Regions from separate parts of the Mus musculus genome. Here region 1 is linked to region 2. A link is a contact called in public HiChIP or PLAC-seq data. All regions are on one chromosome and are shown on one strand. Each heading gives the region's core, a stretch centred on a gene start, on an enhancer-like site or on the middle of the called end of the contact. The rest is flanking DNA. Distances are from core to core; before and after follow the strand shown.

Evidence for each region. HiChIP or PLAC-seq counts read pairs in DNA pulled down with a chosen protein or histone mark.
Region 1: a contact with region 2 is called in an H3K4me3 HiChIP or PLAC-seq map of the SCID.adh cell line, with 15 read pairs. The contact joins the enhancer-like site here to the promoter of Xrn1 in region 2. A contact is called at or near these places in 1 of 39 promoter capture datasets (macrophages), 1 of 15 datasets of contacts at CTCF or cohesin (CD8 T cells), 2 of 484 Hi-C or Micro-C datasets (CD4 T cells and nephron progenitors), 4 of 115 datasets of contacts at active chromatin or transcription factors (the SCID.adh cell line, double positive thymocytes, embryonic stem cells and 1 more) and 4 of 9 other capture datasets (adipose tissue, embryonic stem cells, liver and 1 more).

The regions. Positions count from the first base shown.
Region 1 is chr9:96,020,494-96,024,511 of GRCm38.p6, forward strand. Xrn1 (5'-3' exoribonuclease 1) reads left to right here. Exons shown (of 42, transcript NM_001311130.1): 30 at 1,313-1,382; 31 at 3,529-3,727. Among named protein-coding and RNA genes, the nearest start is that of Gm16794, 59 kb to the left of the region's middle. Within about 2 kb of position 1,773, at least 3 of the 459 cell types and tissues checked have an H3K27ac peak or open chromatin away from gene starts, as enhancers often do. A contact at or near this core is called in the SCID.adh cell line, where this site is marked.
Region 2 is chr9:95,952,791-95,956,732 of GRCm38.p6, forward strand. It overlaps Xrn1 (5'-3' exoribonuclease 1), which reads left to right and starts at 1,970. Exons shown (of 42, transcript NM_001311130.1): 1 at 1,970-2,153. The coding sequence starts at 2,079. It overlaps Gm16794 (a long non-coding RNA gene), which reads right to left. Exons shown (of 3, transcript XR_871036.3): 1 at 1,838-3,942. It also overlaps a transcript of Atr not described here.

The DNA.
Region 1 (4,018 bases), core at 523-3,022, 68 kb after region 2:
ATGCTTCTCAACAATATAAAAAGAAAAGAAAATGATACATTCAAAATGGATGACTCTCAAAATAATTATGCTGATAGAAGCCAGACCAAAAAAGAATAGAGCTGTATAATCTTATTTACTTTAAATTTGATGTATGCAATAATCTATAATGACAATATTTTAATAGCTTCCTGGTTACTAAGGATATGCATTGCAAAATGACACAGGAGACTTTGGGAATAACTGTCTTATTTATTATGGCTTTTTGACTAATTGCATGTGGTAAAATATACTAAATTATATACTTTATGTATAACCTATCATATCAGTTTTATATTAAAATTTTTTAAATGAGCCTGGGAATTGATGGCACATGCCTTTAATCCCAGCACGTGGGAGACACAGGCAGGCAGATCTCTGTGAGTTCAAGGCCAGCCTGATCTATAGAGCAAGTTCCAGGACAGCCAAGGCTACACAAAGAAACCCTGTCTCAAAAACAAACGAAATTTTTAATGCATTCCTTAATACCCAGTAATTTCACTTTTAGGGAAGGATTAGCATACATAGAGGAGACATTTACATGATATTCATAATAGCATTGTTATAATTGTTATAATTGTTAAAATTATAAACTAAGTTTTTATAGTAGAGGAAAGAGATAAATGATGGTATATTCATGGATAGAATACAAGATATACTGAGATATATTCAGGAAACAGGACCGAGTCTCATCATTTTGAAACAAGCACAAGTGTGTTACAAGAGTACATCCCTGGTGGTAGGTAGATAATAGACAGAGATAGAAATGGATAATGAGGGCTGGAGAGAAGGCTCAATGGTTAAGAGGACCAATGGCTCTTCCGAAGGTCCTGAGTTCAAATCCCAGCAACCACATGGTGGCTCACAACCATCTGTAATGAGATCTGACATCCACTTCTGTTGCATCTGAAGACAGCTACAGTGTACTTAGATATAATAATAAATAAATCTTTAAAAAAAGAAAAAGAAATGAATAATGAACTTGTCAAACACTATATACATTATTTCAGGTATGTCTATAGCTAGTAAAAATGTAAAGGAGTATATAAGAGGCCAGATTGCCAAGGTAAGGTTATGGTTGCCTTTTAGGGATAAGGACATGCTGGGCTTGTAAGGCCTTTGTGTTGTTTATTGCCCTGGACGACAGTTGGGGTGCTGGTGTGGCTTTCTTCATAGTTAAACAATTTTTGTAAACTTTTAAAATAAAACAAGTGCTTCCGAGCATCTTTACAATTGACTGCTGCTTTCCCATTGTGTGATTTCCCCATCTGATTCCTTTCTTCATCTTTAACAGCTAGCAGAGAAGCTGATGTACTATTTGAAGTATTATTTGATGAGGAATTTCCCGGAGGCTTAACAATAAGGTTTGTATTTCCAAATACTAGTTGTCCTTCATGAATGTCCATGCAGCCTCTCTCTGTTCTTTTTGTTTTTGTTTTTTTGTTTTGTTTTTCAAGACAGGGTTTCTCTATATAGCCCTAGCTGTCCTGGAACTCACTTTGTAGACCAGGCTGTCCTCGAACTCAGAAATCCACCTGTCATTGCCTCCCAAGTGCTGGGACTAAAGGCGTGCGCGACCACTACCCAGTTTAGCCTCTCTCTGATTTTGTATTACTTGTAGATATGTGTGCCCAGTTTGACATCATAGTTGCTATAGAGTTAAAACAGTGAGTACCTGTCTACCCTCCTGATTTTTCACTTTAGCCAAGGCGGTTCAGCAACTGACTCTAATGGTAACTATTTAATTAAATGTGACGAATGCATGAACAGTGGTTAACTGGGCAGAGAGGAAAGAAGAGAGTGAGAAATACTCAAGAACACAGGATAGAACATGTGACAAAGGACATTTTCTGGTTAAATGACTTCAGGAATAGAGCTGGCTGAGTTCAAAGACATGTTAAGTCTTCATCATCTAATGTAGTGGAGTTATAGGTGCTTAACAAGATCACAGTAGCTTGAGGATTGAATGGCAGGTTAGTAATGAGACAGGAAACTTGACTCTGAAGGATAAAAGCAACAGCTGGAAGTTATCAGATTTAAAACAGTAGAGTTGAGTTGCTTTCATTTGAAAGTATATGAAACATGATATCATTTTGAGAGAGCTCTAGTACAAAGTTTAAAGTTACAGGAAATAATAGCAAGGATGCGCTCTTTCACTTATACTTTGTAATATCTTCATTTGTAATAAAAGATTACTAGAGTATTAGGAGGAAGAAATGAATCATTTTCCAGCTTTTCTTTCTAATTTAACTACAAAGCTGACATGAACTTAACTTCCTTTGCATCTGTGTTTTGGTTAATAGGTAATTATAATTTTAAATTACTCTTGTTTGGCCTCCTGACATAAAGTCTTAGTCTGTACTGAGTGGCTCCTACTACATGCCATTATTGAGCCAGCTAGATGATACAGAGCTGTAGGTGACTACTGCACAAACCTGACAGCCAGACACAAGTAAAGGTCGCAGGAAGGAAACAGCTGATCGCGTAAAGTTGTCCTCTGACCTCCTGCCCATGTGCACTCAGTAATATAAAAGTTCTATTATTTTGAAACTTGAATATGCTTGTTCCTCTAAGACCTTCCCAGTGTGTACTCTTAAATGCAGCCACAGAATTTTGATCTTTTATTTAATTATTTAGTTTTAATAACTCGCATTTGCACAATAACTACAGTATATATCTAACATATATATTACATGACTTTTTTCTTTTGTGTGTTTGTTTTGAGACAAGGTCTTGATCAAAGCTGGCCTCAAACCCAAGGTCTTCCTTCCTCTACATTCCAAGTGCAGGGCTGACAGACAGGTTCAGGGATGTGCAGGCACACAGTCAACATACACCATTATGATGTATGCTTTAGGACTTGTTTTCTTTTTCATTGTCCTAATTTCTTTGACAGAGGGTTTCATCTAAACAGACTAGTTTCAGATTTGAAACGTAGCCAAGGCTGGCTTTGAACATCTGATATTCCTGCCTCAGCCTCTCTAATACTGTGATTACAGGCATGCATTACCAGGCATGGCTTAGTTTTTTGTCTGTTTGTCTTGGTGACATTTTTTTCTTCTACTCCTAGTTAAGGGCATCTTAGAGAGAGCTTTGTGAAAGATTACTGTCACACATATTCATTTTTTATAATATAAGTCTCATGAAAATACATGTTTTGTAGCAAACTGGAACTCATAAAAGAACTCTACTTTTTTAGTGTCATCAATATGAGAAGATGGTATTTTTGAAAGAGGAAAAGGTATTATTAGAGTTTAAAAAGTTGACAAAAGACTCCCCCACCCCCACCCCCTTTTCTTAAGTTCAGGGATCTAACCCTGAGTTAATTTCCAGTATGTTTTGTTTTGTTTTTCTCACATTTTTTGAGGCAAGGCTGTACTCTGTACCACAGTGTGGCCTAGTCTGTCTGACCTACATTGAATTCCTGACCTTCCCACTCCTGCCTCCCAGCTGCCCACATCATAGGAATGCACAAGCAGTCCCTCCACTGAGATGATGTCTCCATTGTAGGTGCTCACCTGGTAGGGGATACCGACTGCCAACAAGTGCCTTGGTGAACCTTTCTCATGGGAGTCGGTGTGAAACTGGAAACCAGAAGTTGACAGCCATTGTGAAACCACAACCTTCTGTGAGTCACTGTAGTGCAGCTCCCTCCGGGCACTTGGGAGGCCTCAACCACTCTCCTCAGTCACCTTTTCTTCCTACTCAGGTAAGTTCCTCATCTTGACAACTTGTAAGTGGAGACTTAATTTGACTTAGTTTTCTTTTTTGATTTAAAAAAAAAAAAAAGTGGTACAGATCATGATGTAAAGACACAGACCTTTTGGGTTGGTTTGGTTTTTGTTTTCCCAGACAGGGTTTCTCTCTGTAGCCCTAACCGTCCTGTATCTCACGGTGTAGAGCAGGCTGTCCTGGAACTCACAGAGATCCACCTGCCTCTGCCTTATCAGCACTTGGATTAAAGGCCTGTGCCGCCACCACCACCCAGCTAGATCCACAC
Region 2 (3,942 bases), core at 720-3,219:
TTCTTTCAACACTTTAGTGTTGTCTCTGCTATCATCTCACATATACATATATGATTTTAAGTAGCTATATAAAATCTAGGAACCATATATGAAAGAAAATGTTATCTTTCTGAGACTAAGTTAATTTACTTAATATGATCACTTGCAGCTATTTTCCTACAAAAGATATATAACTTCTTCATTGATGAAAAATGTATACATATATATTACATTTTATATATCCATTCCATATATATATATATATATATATATATATACACACACACACATAATTATATATATATGGAAGGTTCTCTTGACTAAAGATGAATGTTGTCCAAGCGCTAATCATGGAAGACAAGCAGTGCCAAAGGAAAGAATCCAATAACTTCTGAAGTATTTATTGTAAGGAAAGTCACATGATAATAAAAAACAAAACAGAAATGTTTATAGTGGCTTTTGTCCTGTTTGGTTGAGACAGTTCTCATGTAGGGCAAATGCGTCTGGAACTTAAGTAAGTGAGGATGCCCTTGAACTCCTGATCTTCCAGCCTCCATCCTTCAAGTGCTGAGATTCAAACTTTCATGCCACACAGGTTTGAGTTTTGGGGTTGAAATGGGCTTTCTTATCAACTAGGATCTCCCTGAACTTACAATGTACCTGAGGATGGCCTTTAACTTCTGATCTTCCTATGCCTCCTAAGTAACCACAACCGGCTTTTTGAATTTTGTTGGTTTCTTTGTTTTGAAACAGGGTATCAAAAATTGTGGATGAGGGGAGTAACCCAGAGTCTTGAAATGGTGGGAAATTACTCTTTCCCACAATACAACTCACAGACTTTAACAAGAAGGAAGGCCCAAGTGTGGATACCTGAAATCCACCTCGAAGAGGAATAATAATCATGGGAGGCAGAGGGAGGAAATTGGGTCGGAGAGGTGAGAGGAAGGGGAAAAGAAGGGGCGGGATCAGGTATGGAAAGGAGGGATGCCCAGAGGGCCAGGAGAATTAATCAACATGCAGCAGTGGAGGTTAGGGCCCATGGGGAACCTCTAGAAAGTCCCAGAGATCTGGGATGTGAGAGGCTACTAGGACTCAATGGGGATGACCTAAGCGGAAATGTGAGGTGGAAGCAGATGGGGGAGCACCCTCTCAGAGTTGGGAGGAGGGCTTAAAGAACTCCGGGAGGGGGAGTCAGGATGGGGGGGGGGGTTGGAATGTAAATAAAGTAATTTAATAAAAGATATAAAGAGGAAAACTATAAAACTCTTTAAAATATTAGAAAATTAAAACTCTTCTGTAGGTTTACATTACTCAGAGAATTACTCCTCTCACAAGCTAACCAGACTTTTTCAAGTCCACATTGAAAAATAGTAAATTTAACGATCCCACGAGGGACAAGCCCACAGTACAAAAAGCAAGTGTCCAATACCTTTCTTACTAGGGTTTCTATTACTGTTATAAGCACCATGACCAAAAGCAACTTAGGAAGGAAAGAGTTTACTTGGCTTACACTTCCACATCACAGCCCATCATCAAAGGAACTTGAGGCAGGAACTGAAGAAGCTCTGAAGGAATGTTGCTTTCTGGCTAGTTCACTCAGCCTTTTTCACATACCGAAAGACCACCGGCCCAGGGGTGGCAGCAGCACACATTCAGATGGGCCCTCCCGCATTGATCAGTAATCAAAATATTCCCACAGGCCAATTTGGAAGCAGCGTTTTTCTCAGTTGAGGTTTCTCTTTCTAACGACTCTGCCATGTTTCAAGTTAACATAAAGCTAACCAACTGTCTCTTAAACGTTCTTATACCATCCGCAAGTCCACACCTCAATCAACTGGCATTTTAAACCTGAGCTCACCTAATGCGCAAATCACACCTCTTGCGCTGTCACCAACGAGTATGGAAGAGCGAGGCAGCGGGATAGACAGGACCCACCGCCCACCAGCGCCGTCCTGCCCCTCTAGGCCCACGGTTTGCTCTATGGTCTGGCGGACCTTGTGTTGTCATCCTCCGAGCGACGGCCGGAGGCGGCGGCGGAGGCCCGGGCGGGGTGTTTGGTTTCGTTTCTGCACCGACTGGAATTAGTGTCGACGGTCAAAATGGGAGTCCCCAAGTTTTACCGATGGATCTCGGAGCGGTACCCCTGCCTCAGCGAAGTGGTGAAGGAGCATCAGGTGGGTGAGCTCAGGCCGCGGCGCAGAAAGCGGGCCCGCGGGCCTCTCTGCGCTGTGGGACCCCGGCCTTCCAGCTGCCCGCGGTGCAGGTCAGCGGCCGAACGGGGGGAAGAGAAGGGGAACGGAGGCTTGGCGGCCCCCGGGTAGCCGCACCAGGTAGAGGCAGGTCAGAACAGAGTGGCTTGCGGCAGGTCTGAGCTCCCCCTGGGAAGGCACTCCAGGACTTGCAAAGGAGCCCTTGGTGGGAAGGCTTTTAAGGAGCCCTCTCTGTCCTCCTGGGAACCGGACCTGGAGCTTCGCTTTAGGCTGCGAAGCTGTGTGGGACGACTTCTCGGGTCCCTCATCCCAAGCAAAGCAACAGACGGTATACAAGCACTAACGTCCCCGTGGTGGAATCGCGGAGCACTCCAGCTGTGAAGAGCTGCATTTAACCTCAATGCCTGGACCGGTTGCTGTAGCTAGCTAGTGTCTTGGGTTTGTGATACTTTTTCATGCTCCCGTTAGCCCCCAGACAGGACCGACCCCCCTATTGTCTAAACGAACAAAACGTTTAGATGGAGCGCAGGGATGGGGCGGGGAGGTGGGGGGAATGGTGCTTAAAGGCTTTAGTATGGCAGAAAGATCTCGAAACATTATTACTAACACTTAGTGTATAATGACCCTACAGCAGCGGGTTTTTTTTTTTTTTGAGTTCTAAAAGTGTGTATTTGTATATTTATATATACTATATACTAGAATATATCTGCATGTTTGAATGACGGAGGAGAGAAACCAAATGTTCTAATAGGTAAACTAGACTTTGAATGATAATGTAGTATGTCACATTTAATGACTTTGGTTTACAGAAAAAAAAAACTCGTTTTTGAAATTTGTATACTTAATAAATTATTTGTGATAAGTAGCACTGTATTAATACTGGAAGTTGTCAATTATGTGGGGTTTTTTTTTTGTTTGTTTGTTTTAAGGTACTTATAAGGTTAAAGATAGAATCCAGCCTCTGGAAAGGATTCTTTTGATATTAACTTCTAATGAAAGTTGGCATATAAAAGAAACCTTATAAAAAGTTCGAAAATGCTGACTTGTCTTCCCCTTATTTTAGTTAAGATTAGATGGTATGAATTTGGTTGACTTAAATTTAGATGGTATTTATTTTCAGGGAGAAAAGTGAAAATGGAGGCATTGTTTTTCTTTTTCAGGATCTTTAATCAATAAATATTTTCTAGCCTAATGTGTTCAATAACATTTTTATTCTATGCTCTTTGATCACAGACATTTATTTGGTAAAAATATCTTGGGTTCACCATCCTGGGGAATTTCATTGTAAAAACAAAACAGTCTTTTAAAGCAACATCATGACATGGGAAGCAAGATAGATTTTGTGAAAGTTTTACAGTAGATTGAAAGTAAGGATTGCTTTAAAATTACACTGAAAATAAACTTTAAAACTTGTTGGTGTGTCAGCGGGGCATGGTGTCCTACACCTTCAATCCCAGCACTGAGCAGGCAGAGGTAGGTAGATAAACTGACAGCCATGGAACACAGACCTGACAAAACAAGAAACTCGATGTATCAAAGTTAGGCCTTTCACAAATATTTTATTTAACAGAAGACCAAAAAAGGAAGACTAGGAGGGAAGGACCCAAGCACCCACATAAAAGCCGGGAGCAGCATAGAGCACCTGTAACCAGCACTAGAGAGCAGGGACAGGTGAAGCCTGAGGGCTCTCAGGCCAACTCGTCCAACTGATCAGTGAGCTTCAGGTTCACTGAGAGACCCTGCCTCAAAAAAC